Regions from separate parts of the Mus musculus genome. Here regions 1, 2, 4, 5, 6 and 7 are each linked to region 3. The links are chromatin contacts, called in public HiCAR-type and promoter capture Hi-C maps. All regions are on one chromosome and are shown on one strand. Each heading gives the region's core, a stretch centred on a gene start, on an enhancer-like site or on the middle of the called end of the contact. The rest is flanking DNA. Distances are from core to core; before and after follow the strand shown.

The links. Promoter capture Hi-C pulls out the DNA fragments that hold promoters and counts their contacts. HiCAR-type assays count read pairs that join an accessible place to other places.
Region 1: a contact with region 3 is called in a promoter capture Hi-C map of pre-B cells, with 2.6 times the contacts expected there. The contact joins the promoter of Myo1g here to the promoter of Thoc5 in region 3.
Region 2: a promoter capture Hi-C map of liver shows a contact between it and region 3, with 4 times the contacts expected there. The contact joins the promoter of Limk2 here to the promoter of Thoc5 in region 3. A contact is called at or near these places in 2 of 39 promoter capture datasets (embryonic stem cells and liver), 1 of 115 datasets of contacts at active chromatin or transcription factors (pancreatic cancer cells) and 1 of 9 other capture datasets (adipose tissue).
Region 4: a contact with region 3 is called in a promoter capture Hi-C map of liver, with 3 times the contacts expected there. The contact joins the promoter of Selenom here to the promoter of Thoc5 in region 3. A contact is called at or near these places in 5 of 39 promoter capture datasets (the C10 cell line, embryonic stem cells, hippocampal neurons and 2 more).
Region 5: a HiCAR-type map of astrocytes shows a contact between it and region 3, with 9 times the contacts expected there. The contact joins the promoter of Drg1 here to the promoter of Thoc5 in region 3. A contact is called at or near these places in 1 of 39 promoter capture datasets (embryonic stem cells) and 1 of 115 datasets of contacts at active chromatin or transcription factors (astrocytes).
Region 6: a promoter capture Hi-C map of pre-B cells shows a contact between it and region 3, with 8 times the contacts expected there. The contact joins the promoter of Ogdh here to the promoter of Thoc5 in region 3. A contact is called at or near these places in 6 of 39 promoter capture datasets (the 3T3-L1 cell line, the C10 cell line, hippocampal neurons and 2 more), 1 of 484 Hi-C or Micro-C datasets (B cells) and 1 of 9 other capture datasets (liver).
Region 7: a promoter capture Hi-C map of pre-B cells shows a contact between it and region 3, with 4 times the contacts expected there. The contact joins the promoter of Zmiz2 here to the promoter of Thoc5 in region 3. A contact is called at or near these places in 3 of 39 promoter capture datasets (cranial neural crest, liver and pre-B cells).

The regions. Positions count from the first base shown.
Region 1 is chr11:6,519,523-6,522,222 of GRCm38.p6, forward strand. Myo1g (myosin IG) reads right to left here and starts at 1,436. Exons shown (of 22, transcript NM_178440.4): 1 at 1,220-1,436. The coding sequence starts at 1,332.
Region 2 is chr11:3,407,914-3,410,613 of GRCm38.p6, forward strand. It overlaps Limk2 (LIM motif-containing protein kinase 2), which reads right to left and starts at 1,325. Exons shown (of 16, transcript NM_010718.4): 1 at 1,133-1,325. The coding sequence starts at 1,148. It overlaps Gm51879 (a long non-coding RNA gene), which reads left to right. Exons shown (of 2, transcript XR_003949624.1): 1 at 1-1,488; 2 at 1,834-2,700.
Region 3 is chr11:4,894,080-4,896,793 of GRCm38.p6, forward strand. It overlaps Thoc5 (THO complex 5), which reads left to right and starts at 1,264. Exons shown (of 20, transcript NM_172438.3): 1 at 1,264-1,299. Nipsnap1 (nipsnap homolog 1) reads left to right here. Exons shown (of 10, transcript NM_008698.3): 10 at 1-122.
Region 4 is chr11:3,513,413-3,516,138 of GRCm38.p6, forward strand. It overlaps Selenom (selenoprotein M), which reads left to right and starts at 1,272. Exons shown (of 5, transcript NM_053267.3): 1 at 1,272-1,661. The coding sequence starts at 1,533.
Region 5 is chr11:3,265,038-3,267,737 of GRCm38.p6, forward strand. It overlaps Drg1 (developmentally regulated GTP binding protein 1), which reads right to left and starts at 1,426. Exons shown (of 9, transcript NM_007879.2): 1 at 1,232-1,426. The coding sequence starts at 1,273.
Region 6 is chr11:6,290,344-6,293,043 of GRCm38.p6, forward strand. It overlaps Ogdh (oxoglutarate (alpha-ketoglutarate) dehydrogenase (lipoamide)), which reads left to right and starts at 1,254. Exons shown (of 23, transcript NM_010956.4): 1 at 1,254-1,350. It overlaps Gm46270 (predicted gene, 46270), which reads right to left and starts at 1,920. Exons shown (of 1, transcript NR_168687.1): 1 at 1-1,920.
Region 7 is chr11:6,393,864-6,396,563 of GRCm38.p6, forward strand. It overlaps Zmiz2 (zinc finger, MIZ-type containing 2), which reads left to right and starts at 1,262. Exons shown (of 19, transcript NM_028601.3): 1 at 1,262-1,425; 2 at 1,705-1,815; 3 at 1,895-2,009; 4 at 2,369-2,571. The coding sequence starts at 1,766.

The DNA.
Region 1 (2,700 bases), core at 186-2,685, 1.6 Mb after region 3:
TCCAGAGAGTGGGGGGTGGGGGGGGTGGGGGGCTTGGTTGTTTCCTGTCTCAGAGTCTAGGCGGGACCAGATCCGGAAGGGGACTCGCCCTGCCCCACCCAAATCATAGCGTGGTGATTTGCTAGTCTTTGCAACCCCAGCCATGGCCACCGTCCCTCTCCAGCACATCTCAAACTCCTCCACCCTTCCGTTTACTAACCATATTAGAAGCAGGAACCTAGGGCTGTACCTCTCTTGGGTTTTGTGCTCTGGGAGGAGTACTAGCCTCCTTGGGGCCCCAACTGTCCTCTCGGTGTGTGGGGCCCGCTCAACCCCAGGCAGGCCTCTTCAGGGTTCCTCTTTCTCTGCCCCCTCTGACAAGTCACGCCCTGGGACTACAAGTTTTGTGACCTGCAGCCACTGTCTTCCTCGGCTCAGCATACAAAGCATGGAGGGCATGCTTGTGAGCTTGCTTTTCGAGAGAATGAGGCAGTCTAACAAAGCATTGAACTCATTTCCTGGATAAAGCTCTCCATGTGGCAGCCTAGGACCTCCATCTCTGCACCTAGTGAGATTCCTGGTCCCCAGTTGCTCTCTAAGGAGCTTCCTAGCACACAACAATCCTCCCTAGGAGGTGTGTATGAAGTCCAGCCGCACACAAGGCCATTTAACATGCTGTGCTTCTAGCTCCTGGACCCCTCCCTGCTTTTTTCAGTGAGAAAGCAGGCTGCACTGTCAATTCTCCTAGTCCTAGCCTGTGACCCCTCCCATGAACAACTCCCAACCCAGAACATCATATCAGCATCATATCAGCTTGCTTCGATTATTGCGATTCTGGGGTGGAGGGCACTTCATTTTGGAGTTCCTAAGGAAACTCAAGTCGGGTCACACATGGGACCCAGGGGGAAAGCATCAGCAGGTGACAGAGAGGAGATGCAGTACATTCCTGGTCCCCATGCCTTTGCCTGTCTTCCTCAGGACTCTGGGCTTGTCAACCAGGGTGTTGTGAGGGTGGCTGGGCAGCTCCATTCCTGACAGCTGGTTACTTTCTGAGTGGCCATTATCTCCTGGAGATGCTATCATTTCAGCCTGTATTGTCTAGGTATGTGTAGCCTTGTCCCCATTCCTGACGATGGGACCAGGGTACCTTCAGGGCTTCTCTCAGGTCTGTGTGGATGATAAGGGAGGAAAGGAAGGAAAGAAGCCCAGTACCGCATCCCCACCCCCACCTCACATCTACCTGAGCTCTAGGTTCTTCATGAAGTCCTCCATGGTCAGTTGATCCAAAAGCACGAAGTCTGGTTTCCCATACTCAGGGCCTTCTTCGTCCTCCATCCTGCCCACTGCAAGCATCCAAGGCAGGTCGCCAGAGCTTTCTGTACAGAGGTGAAGGGGAAGGCAGAAAGGGGAGGCCCAGCCCTGCCTGACTACTGCAGTACTTCAGTAAAGTAGGAAGTGGGTTCTGCCCGGGGAGTTTGGCCCTGCCCATTGCTACTCCCCTGCCTTGGTGCTTCAGACACTGCTTCCTGCTCCCTGGCCCACAAGGTCCATGCCTAACTGTCTGTCCTGATGGGGTCTTTACTGGCTTCCTTAAAGCTCTTCCCAAGCTAGGTTTGGCCATACCTGTCTGTAATCCCAAGCACTCCAAAGATTACGGGCAGGCTGGAATTCTCCCTCCCCTTGTCTGTCTGTCTTCCTTCCTTCCTTTGCTCCCTCCCTCTTTCCGTCTCTCTCTCTCTCTCTCTCTCTCTCTCTCTCTTTCTTTCTTTCTTTCTTTCTTTCTTTCTTTCTTTCTTTCTTTCTTCTATCTCTGTAGTCCAAGCTGGCCTCCCCAAAGTAGCTAGGATTATACCAGGCTCAGTAAGAAAGGATGCTTCTTCTTCTTTCTTTCTTTCTTTCTTTCTTTCTTTCTTTCTTTCTTTCTTTCTTTCTTTCTTTTTTTGGTTTTTCAAGACAGGGTTTCTCTGTGTGTCCTGGAACTCACTCTGTAGACCAGGCCAGCCTTGAACTCAGAAATCTACTTGCCTCTGCCTCCCAAGTGCTGGGATTAAAGGCATGTGCCACCACGCCTGGCAGGATGCTTCTTTTAAAACGTTTTAAACATCTATTTTGTGTACAAGTGCTTTGTCTACATGTATAAGTGCACCATATGCATGCTGGGTGTCTGCAGAGGGCTAGAGGGCTGGGTGGCCGTAAACTGCAGACCTTTGCAGGAGCAGTCAGTGCTCTTAACTTCTGAGCCATCTCTCTAGCCCAATAGATATTTCTTTTATTATTATTATTTTGGTTTTTTTTTTTTTTTTTTTTGGTTTTTCGAGACAGGGTTTCTCTGTATAGCCCTGGCTGTCCTGGAACTCACTTTGTAGACCAGGCTCCAGGCTTGCCTCGAACTCAGAAATCGGCCTGCCTCTGCCTCCCAAGTGCTGGGATTAAAGGCGTGCCAACAGATATTTCTTGGCCTCTCGTGGTTACCCAGCTGAACATCGCTGCCCCAGAGCTCAACATCAGCCAGGGGTGGCCACAATAGAGTTTAAACCATAAAGACTTCCTGCCTGACCCAGCAGATGAGGCAGTGGTGGGGACTCGGCACCCTGCGATTCCTCCCCACAGTGACAAGGGAGCGGAAGAGTACACTCTCCAGCCCTCTAGTGGGCTAGCCTTTGGTAGGACCCTCTTGCATATGCTCAGCTTCGTTCTCTCATCCAGCCTCTGAGATAAAAC
Region 2 (2,700 bases), core at 75-2,574, 1.5 Mb before region 3:
TTTAGAGACAGGATCGTATTCTGTCGTCCAGGTTGACCTAGTTAGTACGCCACACACAGACCAAGCAATTCTCCTGGCTCTGTCTAGTCTGGGATTACAGGTGTGCAATCACCACTACCAGCCAGGAAAAAAAATTAAGGGAAGAGACAGACGAATTTCCGCTCCATGCTTTCCTTCTCCAGAGCATATTATCACCAATAAGGTCTGAAATTCCATGTTCCCGTAGTGAGGAAGTGACCCACTGGCGGCCCGGTCCTTGAATTCAGGATGGAGGAAGTGACTGTCCACCGGCCCAAAGCCAGGAAGTGGAGGCACATATTCAGTCCCTCCCCCACCCCTAAAATTCTCCCTTGGCCTTTCTAGAAAACTTTTGGAAGTCGACCCTGGTAGACCCAGAAACTGAGCCACTCACACCGGTGGCTGGGAATAAGGCGGCAGAAAGTTCATGATGCCGCGGGGCAGGAAGCTGCAAGATGATTCGTGAAGGGATTTACAGGCCCAGCTAAGCCAATTCTGAAATTTCCTTCACTCAACTCTTCCCCTCAAGGTGCGGAGCTATTAATCTGCTGGCATCAGAGACTACGCGAGGACTCAACTAGTCTCTAGGAAGACTTGAAGCTGTTCTCCACAGGAGGCAGAGGTCTTTGAGCCTCAGGAAGAACGGTCGGATGTCTTCCTATCCACATCATAAACTCCACACTCATACTCTATCTCTAGGAACCACTCCTCCCAATCCCAGAGTCCAAAGACACCTTCGAGAACTTTGGGTCTACAGAAAACCTAGAACCCAGGATAACTCGGAATCTCAAGTCCTGAACTCTGGAAGACCCTGTACTTCCCATATTTCAGAATCTCAGGTGCCTCGGCTTCCTTAGCCAGGAGACTTGCCCGGTCTGCAGATCCGAGGATCCACCTCGCGGGAATTCGCCCCACGCGCCGGCCGCAAGGAGCCCTCAGTCTTAGAACGACTGCGCTCGGACTTCCAGAGTCCCAAGACCTTCAAGTCCCGAGGGAACCATTGTGTTCGATCCTCCCCACCCTGCCAGGCTCTCGCTGAGGATTCCGGACCCAAGAAAAACCAGACAGCCAGAAACCCGCGAGCGGCGGGCTGGACGGAATGGGCCCTTCTTACCCGCCAGCGCCGCCATGGTCCAGGGCGCGGACAACACAGGAAGGACCACCCGGCAGCAGCGCCTCAGGTCCGCGCCCGCCTGCGGTCTAGAGAAGAGGCTGTCTCTGCCCCTGCAGCCGGAAGGATGCACCGCCTACGGCGCCCTGGGAGGACCAAACCGCACCTGGCACGGGGACCCGCCCCGGAGCCCCTCCCACTTAGGTTAACGACCCGCCCTGCCCCGTCCCGCCTCCCGCGCGAACTCTGCCGCATCTCTGGCGCCTGCTGGCGACTGGCGACCTCTAGAGGCGTTCGGATTGACCAGGGTGATTCAGTTTAGGCTGGAGGTCGCAACACAGGGGACCCTCGGCGCTCAGGTTAGTCCAGTTGCCCTTCTACACTACTTGAAAATGGCTCTGCTCTTCAGGTGCAGAGCGTGGGTAGGTATCACAGGTCTTTTGACTCCCAGTTTGTAATCAGCAATGTGAACACGAAGAAGCTAAGAGAAACCACTTTTGCGTGTCAAAGGCAATATGGAAATGAGGCTCCCTAGAGCAGATTATGGAGGCCAAATACCTGGGTTCCTGGAATTTTGGGTCCAGGACTCCCACTCCTTATATAAAGTCCCTGGTTGGTCAAGTCTCATAGAAAATGGCGTAAACTTTGTCTATAATCCACGCACAATCTTCATATGCTTTATTTTTTCTTTTGTTTTGCCACAGGGTCTTGAAATGCAGCCAGACTGATATTGAACTTGCCAGCCTCTTGCCTCAGCTTCTTGAGTGCTGAGATATTCTTGTTTTAAATCATCTCTAGATTGTTTATTTAAAAAAAAAAACCAAAATCTAGATGTTCTAACATAGTTATCTTATTCTGTGACTAAAATCAAGAAAGAACCGGACAGTGGTGGCACACGCCTTTAATCCCAGCACTTGGGAGGCAGAGGGAGGTGGATTTCTGAGTTCGAGGCCAGCCTGGACTACAGAGTGAGTTCCAGGACAGCCGGGGCTATACAGAGAAACCGTCTAAAAAAAAAAAAAAAAAAAAAAAAAGACGCAGCACTCTCAGCTCCTTCTCCATCGCCATGTCTACCTGTATTCTGCCATGCTTCTGGCCGGGATGATAGTGAACTAAACTTCTGAACCTGTAAGCCAGCCCCAAATAAATGTTGTCCTTTGTAAGAGTTGCTGTGGTCATAGTGTCTCTTCCCAGCATTAGAACCCTAACTATGACACTCGGTTTTAGACAATTGTTACTTCCCTCCATCAGATTTATGTACATGGGAAAAGAGTCCAGAGGATCAGGAAATGGGTAGGAATGGAGCCCAAGGAAACCAATCCTGCCTCCAACTCTCCCATCAGCTGCCTCTGGCTCTACTACTTAGGTAAACAAAACAGCACAATTCTCTGTCTTCCTGCATGGCCTTTTGTTAACAAAAGTGGCTGCTAGTTAGATGTTTCTTCCGTGGCGCCTTCATATGACCTAGGGTGCACAAGTGCTAGGGAGGGGGCTGTACCTGACTTCCTTCCTGGGAACTCACTTGAGCTGCTGGCTTCCCTCTGAGGAGATATCTGATGCGTAGGGAACAC
Region 3 (2,714 bases), core at 14-2,513:
GTGGAGTAGGTTGTGATTCTGGGGTCTCTTCAATGACCCCGGTACCTCATGAACCCCTGCTTAGCATGGTTGTGCTACCATCCAGGAGAATGTTGATGGAACCAAATTAAATATTTACTGTACGTTGTGGTGTTGTCTTCATCTACAAGGAATCTCAGTAGTTGTCTAAGGCAGGGCAGCTTCCAGTTGGCTGAGGGTTACACTGGCTTTGATCTCTTAGGGAGACCGTCTTCATCTTCGTCCCAGAGCAAGAAAAGGAGCTGTTTCGGCGCCACAAGGTATTCAATGTTCATGTTTGCAGACAACCAGAATTTACTCCAGAAATGCCAGGCATAGGAAACATCTGAAGCTTACAGGTACTGCACTAGAGTCTTGGGGGAAAATAAAAAATCAAAACAAAACAAAACAGTGAAGCAGGAAGCAGGTGTAATATAGGATTATGCCCCTGCCTCAGTTCCTTTCTGGGTGTAGTGACTCCGATAGTATCAAGAAGTTAGAGTGGGGGGGGGGGGCGGTGGTGGCACACGCCTTTAATCCCATCACTTGGGAGGCAGAGGCAGGCAGATTTCTGAGTTGGAGGCCAGCCTGGTCTACAAAGTGAGTTCCAGGACAGCCAGGGCTATACGGAGAAACCCTGTCTCAAAAAACAAAAACAAGGGCTGGTGAGATGGCTCAGTGGGTAAGAGCACCCGACTGCTCTTCTGAAGGTCCAGAGTTCAAATCCCAGCAACCACATGGTGGCTCACAACCATCCGTAAAGAGATCTGACTCCCTCTTCTGGAGTGTCTGAAGACAGCTACAATGTACTTACATATAATAAATAAATAAATCTAAAAAAAACAAAACAAAAATTTAAAGAAGAGTCAGGCATGGTGACACCTGCCTAAGTCCAGCGAGTCCAATGCAGGCGGATCGTAGTGACCAGCCTGATCTATATAGCGTTCAAGACCCGCAAGTGTGCTATGTAGTGAGGCCCTGAACAAAGTCAGAAGACAAAATCCACTCCTGTTCAAATGATAGCACAGCGACACTTGTGCTTTCTTGAGATACCACAAACTCACTCGAGTGAGTCGGCGGAGGGCCCACTAATTCACACTCCGGTGAAGGGGCACGAAGCACAGACTTGGACATTATCGCCCCAGTTTCCCAACTTAATAGAACTAGACTCGCCCCTTCCTTGCTTCCCAAGCTGCATCTGGCCTTCGTGTCTCACTTCCGGCCTGTGGCTCTCTTCTTCCGCTTCTCTATGGTCGCGAGCCGGAAGTGGCTACCCGGCTGGAAGGCGTGAGGAGCATTCTGGTGAGCGAGGGTAGAGGGCTGCTGGCTGGGGCTGCAGGTCCTCGCTGGGCGATCCGGGCTTGATGTGCAGACGGCACGGAGCGTGTCCGCGGGCTGGGGTCCTCACCTGTCGGGGTCCCCCAGGCTCGTGGCGGTTTTCTAGGAACTAACCGGAGCAGCATCCTCTGTCCCCATTGTAGTCTCCCGAGAGTGCTGCTGCTGGTGGTGACCCTCGTCGATGGTCCTCTTGGGCGTGTGGCAAACGCTCCTGGGTGGCGGTTGGCTTTCCCGGGTTTTCCGTGCCACCCTTGTGGGTTTTGTCAGATGAGTCCGCCACTCGTTTACCTGTCACCGGCAGCCTCCTGCGGTCCTCTGAGAGAGGCGTTACCATCGTCGCGCCGCACCAGACTCCAAGGAGTCGCAGAAAAGAGCTTTTATTGCTGGAGCAGAAAGGCTGAGAGCGCGAAGTGCGGACGTTACAAGGGCAAAGAAGCTTGGCTTGGCTTTTCTTTATGTTGTCCGCTCTATTTCCTAGCTAGCTGGCTGGACTTAGTGTATTTGCTTCATTAAATATTTTGCTTATCTTAATTTCTAAGAAAAGGAAAACAAGAATTTTTTTTCTTAAGTTATACTGCAAAGGGCTCGGGCAGTAAGAAGAGGTGCCACCTGCTCCGTTTTAATGAAGATTTTAAATGCAGTCACTATAGTCCTGTCTGTCTGGCAGCTTCTGTAGTCCAGGTTGGCTTCACATTGGTAAAGATCCCTCTGCCTCAGTCACTCAAGCTCTGTGATTCCTGATATTTACCACTATCCTGTCTCACAGCCCATCCGCCCCTCCCCCCTTTTTTCTTGGAGACGAGATTTTATTATGTAGCCCAAACTGACTTTTGAACACATTATATAGCAAAAGCTGATCTGGAACATCTCGTCAGCCAGCTCTCAGTCTGACCTGTTCTCATTGCAGGCATGTCCCGCCACACAGTTTTATGCAGTCCAGGAGATCAAACACAGGCGTTTGAGTATGCTAGGCCAGCACTCTACCAGCTGAGTAATATTCCCAACTTCACAGTCACTTTTTAAACCTATAGTTACTTTGGTAGAAGAAAACTTGGGTCTGGTCTGCATGCCATAAATAGGAAATGGCTTCCACTTGTCTTATGATATTGATATAACTGCATAGTATACATAGTATGATGAAAACATTTATTAATAAATTCTGTCTTGGTTTCCTTGTCTAAGATTCTGAGAGAGAATCCATTTCTTTTTAAATTATTTTTATTTTATGTACATCGGTGTTTTGCCTGCGTGCGTGTCCGTGTGAGGTGTTAGATCTTGTAGTTACAGTCAGTTGTGAGCTGCCACGTGGATGTTGGGAATTGCAGCTGGATCCTCTGGAGGAGCAGTCGATGATGCTCTTAACTTCAGAGTCATCTCTC
Region 4 (2,726 bases), core at 22-2,521, 1.4 Mb before region 3:
GTGGAATAAGCCCAGAAAGGTAAAAATACCTTGGATCACAAGCAGCGTTGGCTCAGTGTTGACAAGGTTCTCTGAATCCTGTGGGAAAGGGCACAGCGTGTTCTTGCTGTCTGCCAGGGATTGGTTCCAGGGCACACTTCCATACCAAAACTCGAAATATGAGGATGCTCAAATCCATAGATAAAATGGCTTAGTATTTTCCTAAAGCCCGTGTGGCCTGATCTTGTACTTTCTATCATTTCTAGATAATTTATAACACCTAATACAATACAGATGCTATAAATAGTTGTAATGCTCTATTGGTTGGAATAACAACAAGAAAAGAGTCTGTACATGTTCAGTACAGAGGCAGTTTTTACTTCCTAATATTTCCAACTTGAGACTGGTTAAATCCAGGGTGACAAAAAACTGATTGTACTTGCTGTGTCTGCTGAAGGCATGAGGACATGGAGTGCCACCTGTTTCCTCCTTGGTCCAGGGAGATGATCCACAGAGGTGTTTGGGGCTCAAATCCAGATCTATGAATTGGCCTATTTTACATTTCTGAAACAGTTCCTAATCTGCAAAACGGAGTTCATTGCTGGAGGGGGCCGTTGTGATGAGGAAGGGGAAGAGCTAATAATGGAAGGTAACACAGCCAGAGTCTGTCCTAATCACCCTGCCCTCAGGAGGTTGAGTGAAGAGTATTGCTTTGAGTTCAAGGACAGTAGGAGATTGGTGTGTACCATCTCTGACCAGATACTGTTCTAATGAGATGCATTGTGTATATTAACCCTCCCAGCCTTTTCTAGGTAAAAAAGGATAGGTAGTATTCCTTTGTAAGAATTTATATTTATTATTATTATTATATGTGTGTGTGCACCGCGTGTGCCTGTACAGGCACGGACATGCCATGGTGAGCGGTTGGGGACGCCTGTGGAGGACAGAGCACAACTTGTGGGAATTGCTGTTTTTCTTTCACTTTTTTTTAGGTTTCAGGGATAAAACTCAGGAGTCAGGCTGTCATAACAAGCGCTTTTACCCTCTGAGCTTTCTTGAGCGGGGCGTAGGTAATGGTCCTCGCTTACAACGTGTGCTTTGGGGAATTGAAGCTTTGATCGGAATTTCGTTCAAAGACATCAAAAGCGTATAAAGGAGATCTCCTAGGTTCCTGCTTCCTTATCTTAACTCTCTGACCCAGAAATCCTTGTGTCCATCTGCGAACCTCCTGCGCCCTCTGGTGACGCGAAGTAGTGCTGTCTCCTGGCATCCTGCGGGAGCGTTTCACACTTAGTGGGCAAATGCAATATGGAGATTGTGAGAACTGGGAACATGAAGTCTGGAGGACCAGAGAGTAGCTGAGACAGGGATGGGGGTTAGTGGGAGGCAACCACCCGATTTGGGTGGGATGTCAGTGGGGCTGTTTCTAGCTCTGGGGGCGTGGTTTATGGCTGGGCGGAGCTTTTGGCTTGGGCGGGGCCAGCTTGCGGGCCAGACGTGGCGCAGCGGCCGAGTTTGGGTGCAGCCTGCGGAACGTCTCCTGCCAGGCACAGATGAGCATCCTACTGTCGCCGCCGTCGCTGCTGCTGCTTCTTGCAGCCCTTGTGGCTCCAGCCACCTCCACCACCAACTACCGACCGGATTGGAACCGTCTTCGAGGCCTGGCCAGGGGGCGGGTGGAGGTGAGTGCGCCTTTTCCCAACCTTAGTACGACAGTTCCACAACCTTGCTGCCCCTTATCCCAAGAATATAGTCCGGCCTCAGGAATACCAGAATTCCCGAAACACCCCCCCCCCCTTTCCCTCCTGCACGGCCCGGGAATCATTCCTTTTATTTCCCAGCCGCATGATGAACAGCATCTACTGTGGAAGTAAGAAGTCTCGTCCTTGTGGCCTGGCACTCTGAACCCTTGCCTCTGCTCCAGGCTTGGCCCTACCGTGGGTCTCTGGCTATAATTTTTTGAAAACTGGCCCCTTAGAACCCACCTTCTCTAAGGATAACCTCACCTTTCCCCATTATTTCTCCCCCCACCCAGACTTAGTGCCTGGCATTCCAGAATCTCTTTTCTTCTGGTGGGGAGAAAAGACCTAAGCTCCTCCCCTCACTGTACTCTGCTGGAGCTGGAGGAGAGGATAGGGAAATGAGATACCAACAGTCCACAGCCACCCTGGACCACCACCACCTGCCGGCCAAAGGACTCCCCTGGAGTCTTCCTAAGTGATTCCTATGTTTGCAGACTCTTCATGGGCCTTAGCTGGTTTATTTTTAATTTAAAAAAAAATTAACAAAAGGAAGTGTAAGGGAGGCCTGAAATAGGGAGGTCTGGACTTCCTGTTGGGCTGCGGCCTCCCATCAGGAATAGAGAAGGACCATCCATACTCCCAAGTTAGGGAAGATCAGCCAGATGGTTCCTGAAGCTGAACCACAGGTGGCTGGCAGGGCTGCCTCTGCATGGGGTGGGGTAGGGACCAGATGGCAGGTGCCTCTAACAGGGCCCTTAGGGTAGTTCTGAGCTGTTCCCTTCTAGTCTGACTTTCGTCTCAAGGGCCAAAGGCCAGGGTTAGAATTCTACCGACAACAGGGAGAATGCCGTAACCCATGTCTCCTGGGCATTGGTCAGCTATCAATAACATGCAGACAGGGACCCATGGCTGGTTTCTCTCCCTCATTCTTTACCTGTGGCTCTAGGCCTGAGCTTCCCAACCTGTACAGAGGTCTTCTTGCTCACAGGACTTTACTGCCACACC
Region 5 (2,700 bases), core at 176-2,675, 1.6 Mb before region 3:
CTAACTGTACTACAACTTATTATGTAAACCAGGTTGGCATTGAATTCATTAGTGTACCACTGGCCTCGGCCTCCTGAGCTCCACCTAAGAATTATTTTTTATCCTTAGACGCCCACAATAGAGGTGAAGGTGAACAAACTGTCTATTGAAATACTGCTTCAGGGGAAGACCAAATGGCTCATATTCACGAGCATCCAGCAAACTGCAGACTGAAGAGGATACAGGCAACTAAGTATTTTTTAAAAAGAAAAACCAAGCCTGGCTAATGTCAGCACTCTGGAGGCAGAGGCAGATCTGTCTGAGTTCAAGGCCAGCGTGATCTACACAATGGGATCCCTGACATCCAGAAGTATGTAGCAAGACCCTGTCTCCAAACAAAGGAGAGAGGTAGAGGGAGGGAGAGAGGGAAAAAATCCAGGGCCAGATAGACACACTCAAGTGCACTTGCTGCCAAACTTGGAAGACCTAAACTCAATCCCAGAAACCATGACTGAACAGAACGATTCCCCTAAGTAATGCTGAACACACACACACAGAAACATAAAAATAAACTGAATTCCCTCTCCCCTCTCCAGTTCATTCTCTTCACCACAAAAGAAACAAACGAGACCCAACGTGAAAGGACCCACGGTCATTCGAATTTCTATCCACAGAGGGAATTAAAATGCATCTGCTGATTCGTTTCTACGGTACCCAATCTAAAAGAAGGGTGTCACATTACGGACTTTAAAAAGCCCTGAAGGTCTCAGGGATGACGCGCCATCCAGGTACAATCTACTTACTCCCAGATCTTACCGTCACAACCAACGGCGTGTAAAAGGGGACCACCAGTGAGTGGCAAGTGGGCAAGGAATAACGGGACAAGACCTCAAAGCCCGTGATCGGATCACGGAGTCTGGGATATAGAAGTCGTGTGGCTCAGAGAAAAAAGCAAGAAAAACAGAAATAATGTCGAGACATGCGCCGAAAACCGGAGCAAGTGCTGGGTGTGGGATGTGGGAGGTTGCGCAGAGACGGAGCTGGCGGATGGGAGCTGAGAAGCCCAGGCCCGAGGAACTGAGGGAAGGGGCTGCATGGGGACGGGGCTGCGGCAGCGCAGGTTTAGACTACGGGGGCGATGGCAGCTGGTGGCACAGGGGTGGAAGCCAGGCCCTGACGCCGCGGACGCAACACCGGAGGAGCCGCAGCGCCGCAGAAGGGCCAGGAGAGAAGCGCCGGCTGCGCCTTTTACCTCGGCTTCGATCTCCGCGATCTTCGCTAAGGTCCCGCTCATGGTGGCGGAGGGCTTAAGGCCACACCAGCCTCCACACTGGTTAGGTCCCCCTTCTCGCGCCCGCCGCGCCTCTGGCCACCACTGCAGCGCGCAAGCGCGGGATCTGCTAAGCTCGCGACACGGTTCCGCGAGAAGTCCGCGCCGACGCTCTCGGAGATGGGCGGTCTCCGCCTTCTCCGCCGACTCCTCCCTGTCCCGCCAGCCAGCGCGGTGTCATAGAGCCCGCAGTGAGGTGACCAGAGCGGTCGCTCGGGCCAACTTCCCGGAGCGCGCCGAGGGTCGCGCGCAGCTCGGCCCCACCCCGCCGGACCTGCGCTCGCCCCTTCGACTCCCGTGCCCAGCGTGCACCTAAACCCGGCGACCATCAGAGTGCGCGCAGATACTTGGAAGCTCCCTTTCTTCATCAGGACAGACCTCGGCTTCCTGGGTTGTAGAGAGACTCAGAGGGGTGGGGGGTTGTAGAGAGACTCAGAGGGGTGGGGGGCACAATTTTTGAGGGATCCTTTGTTTACCAGGAACCCTAAAGAAGGAGTGTGGCACTCAACGAGCCACAGTTAGTGGATCGAATGAGCTCTTCCAGAGAGAGCCATTACTTGGAGAAGCTATCATGTTGAAAAGTTGGAAATTATGTTAGCACAAATTAGAAGGGAATGCATAAATAAATATAAAAGCATTTTTATTGTGTAAAATAAGGTTACAGCCACTAAAGCGTAGTGTGACTGGAAGTGAGTCCCGAATTTGTCAGATGGACAAATAGAACTGTGCCTTTTATCATTATACTCTCTAGGCTGTTTGTTAGAAATACACTTAGAGAGGCATAGGGTAGTGGTACCCACCTTTAATCCCAGCACTTGGGAGGCAGGCGGATTTCTGACTTCGAGGCCAGCCTGCTCTACAGAGTGAGTTCTAGGACAGCCAGGGCTATACAGAGAAACCCTGTCTCAAAAAAAAAAAAAAAAAAAAGTACCGGAGTGTGTCTCCTGGTGGTGCTGAGACCAAGGATCTCCTGTGTTCAAGGCAACCCTCGACTACCACACACCATGCCAGAAAGTACATTCTAGGAAATGTAGATAAACCAGATGATAGAGGCGCACGCCTTTGATCCCAGTACTCAGGAAGCAGAAACAGGTAGATCTCTGAGTTCAGTTCCAGGCCAGCCTGGTCTTCAGAGCAAGTTCCAGGACAGTCAAGGCAGAGAAAGCTATCTCGAAAAACTGGGAAAAAAATAAAATAAAAAAGGGAAAAAAAGAAAAAGGGAGGTAAAAGAATGGTTCCCATAGGAAGGTTTTTCCTGTAATGCCGAGGACTCACTCATGACACTTAGATCGGGAGGATCCCCCTGAACCCTGAGGGGAGAATTGTTTATGGGTCTGATGATGAGGGACATAGAGGGACCGACCATTTGCTTTGTGTAATTGTTTAATTGG
Region 6 (2,700 bases), core at 4-2,503, 1.4 Mb after region 3:
AAGCTTGAAGAGCTTCTGGCATACTTGTGACTACTTGTGACTTCTATTTCAGTAGAGCAAAAGGACTCTCCAGCCAGCTCATCCAGCACTGGTGCCATTTGCCATACATAGCAAGGATAAACTGACAGTCTGTATTGCTGTCCATCAAAAACTACTCTGCTAAAAAAGAGAAACAAGCGGAGAGTTAAAGGCCATGAGCATGAAGCTGGGCATGGGACTTATAGCTATAGTCCTAGCACCTGGTATATGCAGGTAAAAGAAACAGAGCAAGGTCAGCCTACATTATGAAATTGAATCCAGCCTCAGCTACATGCCATTGTCTCAAACAACAACAACAAAAGACATGAGTATGAAATGAACCACTCTCCTTTTTGAGACCTGATCCAACTGTGTAGCCCAGGCTGCCCACAAGAACTCTATGTAGCCCATCTTGACCTCCCAATTGGTCAGTTTTTCTCTGTTCTGAAATTGCAGGTGTGTGCTGCAAAATCTGGCTGAATATTTTTGTTAGTTTTTTATTTTGTTTCCCAAGACAGGGTTTCTCTATGTGGCCCTGAAACTCTCTCTGTAGACCAGGCTGACCTCAAACTCAGAGATGAGCCTGCCTCTGCTTCTGAGTGCTCTGCTTTAAGGTGTGCACTCACACAGCCAGGCTCTGGCTTAACATTTTGACACGGGGAACATTTCATATTAGTGAAGTGTAACAGGTTAACTAGTGGATTTTGTCTGTTTAGAGCAGGCTCTGGAGCCAGGAAGATCCAGGGGGACCCCAGCACAGCTTCCTGTCAGAATACTAGCAGGAACACCCAAGTCGCATGACAACCAAGTCACATTAGACCTCGCTAACTAATCTTCATAAGGACTGCTGCAAAACAAGTGTTCAAAATAGTCACTCATGTTATTCAAATTATTTTGTGCAGGGATACATTTTACCAACCCAACTATTATTTAGGGCAGCTTGTTTTGGATACAAAGCCCGTGGGCCTCAAAGTCGCAGCGCTCCTGCTTCGGCCCGCCAAACGCTTCAATTATCAGACGGCATCCCACGCCCTGAATGTACCAGGTTCTTAACAAGCTTCGGAAGCGTCTCCCGTGTAACTGCTAATGACAGCCGAAAGACAGTGAGCAACAGGCTGGCTTTGGCCAGATGCAAAGTTCTGCATTGGCGCGAAGCCCGAGCGAGCGACTGAAACCCAATTCTGTGACGTCACGTCACGCCCACAGCCTGTCTTGCAGGCCGCTCCTCTGGGGCCGGGCTACGCGTTGACGCCACACGCCGGGGCGGGGCTGAGAGTTTGGAGCCCGGAGTGGTGTCGGCGCTTCACTCGGGTGGAGCTGAACGGGAGACAGGTAACCTTGTGCGGCAGACGGGCTCCGTCCAGGGCTGGGAGGCTCGGCGCTTGACACCCGGAGCTCGCGGCCGAGGGTGAGGCCTATGCGTCCTTGCTTCCGGAGTGCCTGAGTGACGGGCGTGAAGCCGGACAGAGCCGGGCTGGCGGAGGGCGGCGATGGTGGGCGGGGGACGAGACCTGACGGACAGACGTTATAGCCAATGGCGTGGCAGGGTCCTCCAGGCGGGCGGAGATTGGCGGACGCGGACTTGCGCCGGGGGTCGGGGGGCCGAGCGCTATTGGCTCTGGCGGCGGAGCCGCGAAGGTGGCGGGCTAGGGAGTAGGTGGCCTGGCGGCCCGGGAGAGCCCCAAGGTCGCGGCGTGTCACGTGGACCGGTCGCTCCCTCTGGCCCGCGCGCGTTCTTTTGTCCTGCGTGCGCTGACCCCAGCAGGCCGCCGTCCTTGTGTTCGCCGTGCCCGGACACGGCGCTGACCTTGGTGCCTGCGGCAGCCCCACCTGCCGGTATGAGGTAAACCAGGCTGTCGGCCAAGGTGACACTGGTTTCCCTAGAAACACCATCCACGCACCGCTTTCCTCGCGAGAGTGTGTGACAGATGTGAGTTATACCCAGAGTGACTGGGAAGCCTGCTACTGTGCCCTCGCATGAGTTACCAGATCATGTTTCTTTTGCCCACCGAGCAGTGTGCCAGTCTCTGAAGTGACAGGTTCGGCAAGAATCCTCACGTGGATACCATGTAAAGACAGGAGAGCGGAGTGTAGGGCATTTGAGTATCTACACGGTGAAGGAGCAGGGTGAGGTGTGGAAAAGGGATTAAAGGTAATGAGAAGTGACGGGCTAGGTGTTGTGCGCATGCGTAACTCAACTTCCTGACTGTAAGATCAGAAAATGGCGGCGTTAAGCATCATTGGAGGGTGGAGTTTTAGATCCTTGACGTCAAAAGGTCACTCAAGGAACACCTCTACAGGCCCAAGTGGGGTCAGTGGGGTCAACCTGTATTCGATGGAGGTCTCTACGTCCGTAAGTGTTATCTGTATATAGTGAAGCTATTGCGAATGTGCAACTGGTCTTCATCACCCTAAGTAGAAGCGTGTAACTAAAAATAGAAGTAAAAATTTCCCCCAGCTTTTCTGTGGATTTCATTGCCCTTACAGGCCCTACTTGTGTCTGTGTATCCTGTGCTCTGACATTGAGCAGAGGACACCGTTGGAGTTCCTCTGTTTGTCTGATCCTCTAGCCTTGCCCTTGAAGGTGGAACCAGGTAGATTAGTAGGTGGCGTTAGGAAAGTGACACTATAATTGTCTTTTTCTCTTTTTCTATCCTTGTCATTTTGTATCACATACTATGC
Region 7 (2,700 bases), core at 12-2,511, 1.5 Mb after region 3:
GTGTCTCTGGGAGTATTTGTGTGGCTATTTTCCCATCTCTTCTCTTTTCCATTAAGTCGTGCTTTTGTCTTGATTCCTGTTCCTATTTCCTGACATCCACATGGTTGTTCCAGACCCCACATGTCAGATCTTGGGAGGAGTTCTTCCCACCAGGTCAGCTGCCAGGATCCAGCAGGAGCAACATAGATGCCAGCCTCTGCTGCCAGTCTGGCACATTCTGTCTCCAGCTGCCTAGGCAGGACCTGGCCTGGGCTAGAATCAAGTGTAGTTGCCTCTGAGGGCCAGGGGACAGAGCCTGTGGATGAGGTGGATGAGGTTTCTCTTCCCTGGTAGCCTGGTGCTGGGTGTGAGAAGGATCTCTGGGAGCCTAAGGCTGCCCAGGCAAGGGCAAGTCACAGTCCCCTTTTCTCTCTTTCTCTTATCCGTTCTGGGGCTTTGTGTGTGTAGCCCTGCCCTGCAGAGCCTCCAGGTCTGTACTGAGCCCTGAGTGGTAAGCACAAAGAAATGTTTGTTCCAGAGCTGAGTGGGTGCTGCGATACCCCTCTCTCCCCTAGACAAGAGGCTTGTGAGTGCTGAGTGGAAGATGGAAATCACCAGATCTGATAATGGTTCAAAAGGTATGTGTGGCAATCACACAGCCCCTACCAAGAGAGGGTTTCAGACAGGAGCACCCAGGCCTTCCCAGAGGTCCCTGAGAAGTGCCCAACACATGGCTTGTGTGCCATTCTGGTGAGACCAAGCAGAGGTAGGCACGCATGTGGTCCAGGGTATATTAGGACCTGAGTGGATGAGGCACTGAGAAAGGCAAGGAGTGGGAGTCTTCTGTACCAGTCGCTGCTCTTACCTGCTGTTGCCTCCCTGTCCACCAGCCACTGCTACGGTTTTCTAAGAATGAAGCCCAGTTGGTCCCATCTTGTAGATGTGCGTTAGCATGGTCTGGCTTTGTGACTACCCCCCACACCTGCTGTGCTGTGTGTGTCACTGCCATGTTGGGAATTCACAAGTGTCACAGATGGGTCTTTGGGGGGGGGCAAGATGTCCACTTGACCATATACTTAAGGTCATATTTGTCTCAGGGGTGTGTGTGTATGTGTGTGTGTGTGTGCACCTACATGCATGCATACATGCACGCACGCGCGCGCGCGCACACACACACACACACACACACACACACACACACACACACGCCTGCTCCCCTCAAGTCGTCTGGATCAGCTTGAAGGTCCTGTGACCTGAAGCCCTTCTGCCACCCTCTTGATAGGAGAGAGCTGCCAACCAGGGGCTGGGTCAGTGCCTGTGTCCTGTGTCAGCCGTGTCGGTACAGCCACCCTAAGGCCAACCTGGTGGATGGACTGCCGTTGTACATCTGCTGCCTGACTTTTCAGCATCTGCCTCAAAGAACACTCAAGCTCTGCTCCTTCTCAGGTCTCTGGGCTCCGCAGGGTGGGGGCTACCCCTCTGACCTTCTCCAGGGCCTGCTGAGGGTTCCTGGCTTCCTATGATTTATATGGGAAAGGGAATGTGGGAAGTATTTGATATCAGAAAGCCCTTTCCAGGGTTGATCCAATGGCTTAAGATGACAGAGCCCTTGTTAGAGTTGCTTTGCACTGCATTCTGGGCTGACATTTGCCAACGCTACTACCCTGGCTTTGTCCGTGCTACCATGAGCATCTAAGCTCCTGCCTTCTCCCTCCTGTCCCGCAGCCGGAGCAGCAACTCCCGGATAAGCTCCAGCACATTGGGCCTGTAGGCTGCTCCATCACCAATGAACCCCATGAACCCCATGAAACCCGCCCTGCCCCCTGCACCACACGGGTGAGTGTGGGCTTCTGTGGCCTGCCTCTAGCAAGCCCTTGGCCTTCTGACCCTGCCTTAACCAGCTGCTCTCTTTTAGTGATGGTTCATTTGCATATGAGTCTGTGCCTTGGCAACAAAGTGCCACTCAGCCAGCTGGGTCACTGTCTGTGGTCACTACTGTGTGGGGAGTTGGCAACGCAACCCAGAGCCAGGTGAGTGTGTATCAGGGCCACCCCACTCCCACCCCCACCCCCCAGCCCTCAGGATCCAGAGTCTTGGTGGTGCCTCTACCATCTTAGGGCTCCAAGAACCAGGGACCAAGCGGACTGTCTGAAGCACAAGGATGGGGCTTCCTGAGGGTCTCAAGTCACTAGGTGCCTTTCTTCTGTACTACCATGGGATGTCTTCCCCTGGCTCCAGAGACCCTTCCAGTCAGAACTATAGACAACCACTCCTGCCACCCAGGTCCTCCCCCATTTGCTGGGCATCTCTTGGCATCTAGCACTTTAGGGCTGTGTCTTAAAGACAGTAGTTTGGCTGGTTCTCTCTGGTGACTCCCACTTCCTTGTAGGTTTTAGGGAACCCCATGGGCCCTGCAGGAAGCCCCCCTGGTGGTTCCATGATGCCTGGTGTGGCAGGTGGCAGCTCTGCCTTGACCTCCCCGCAGTGCCTGGGACAGCAGGCGTTTGCTGAAGGAGGTGCTAGCAAGAGCTACGTACAGCAAGGCGTGTATGGCCGAGGGAGCTACCCTGGGGGATCCAGCTTCACTACTGGGTAAGCCAGTGACTTGAAACCATCAGCCTGTCAGTCCTGCAGAAGGGTTGGATGTTGCCTGCTCCTCCCCTACTGTCTCTAGTAGCTACAGTGGAAGTTCTGTTGAGAATGGAAGAAGTGAGTGGAGGG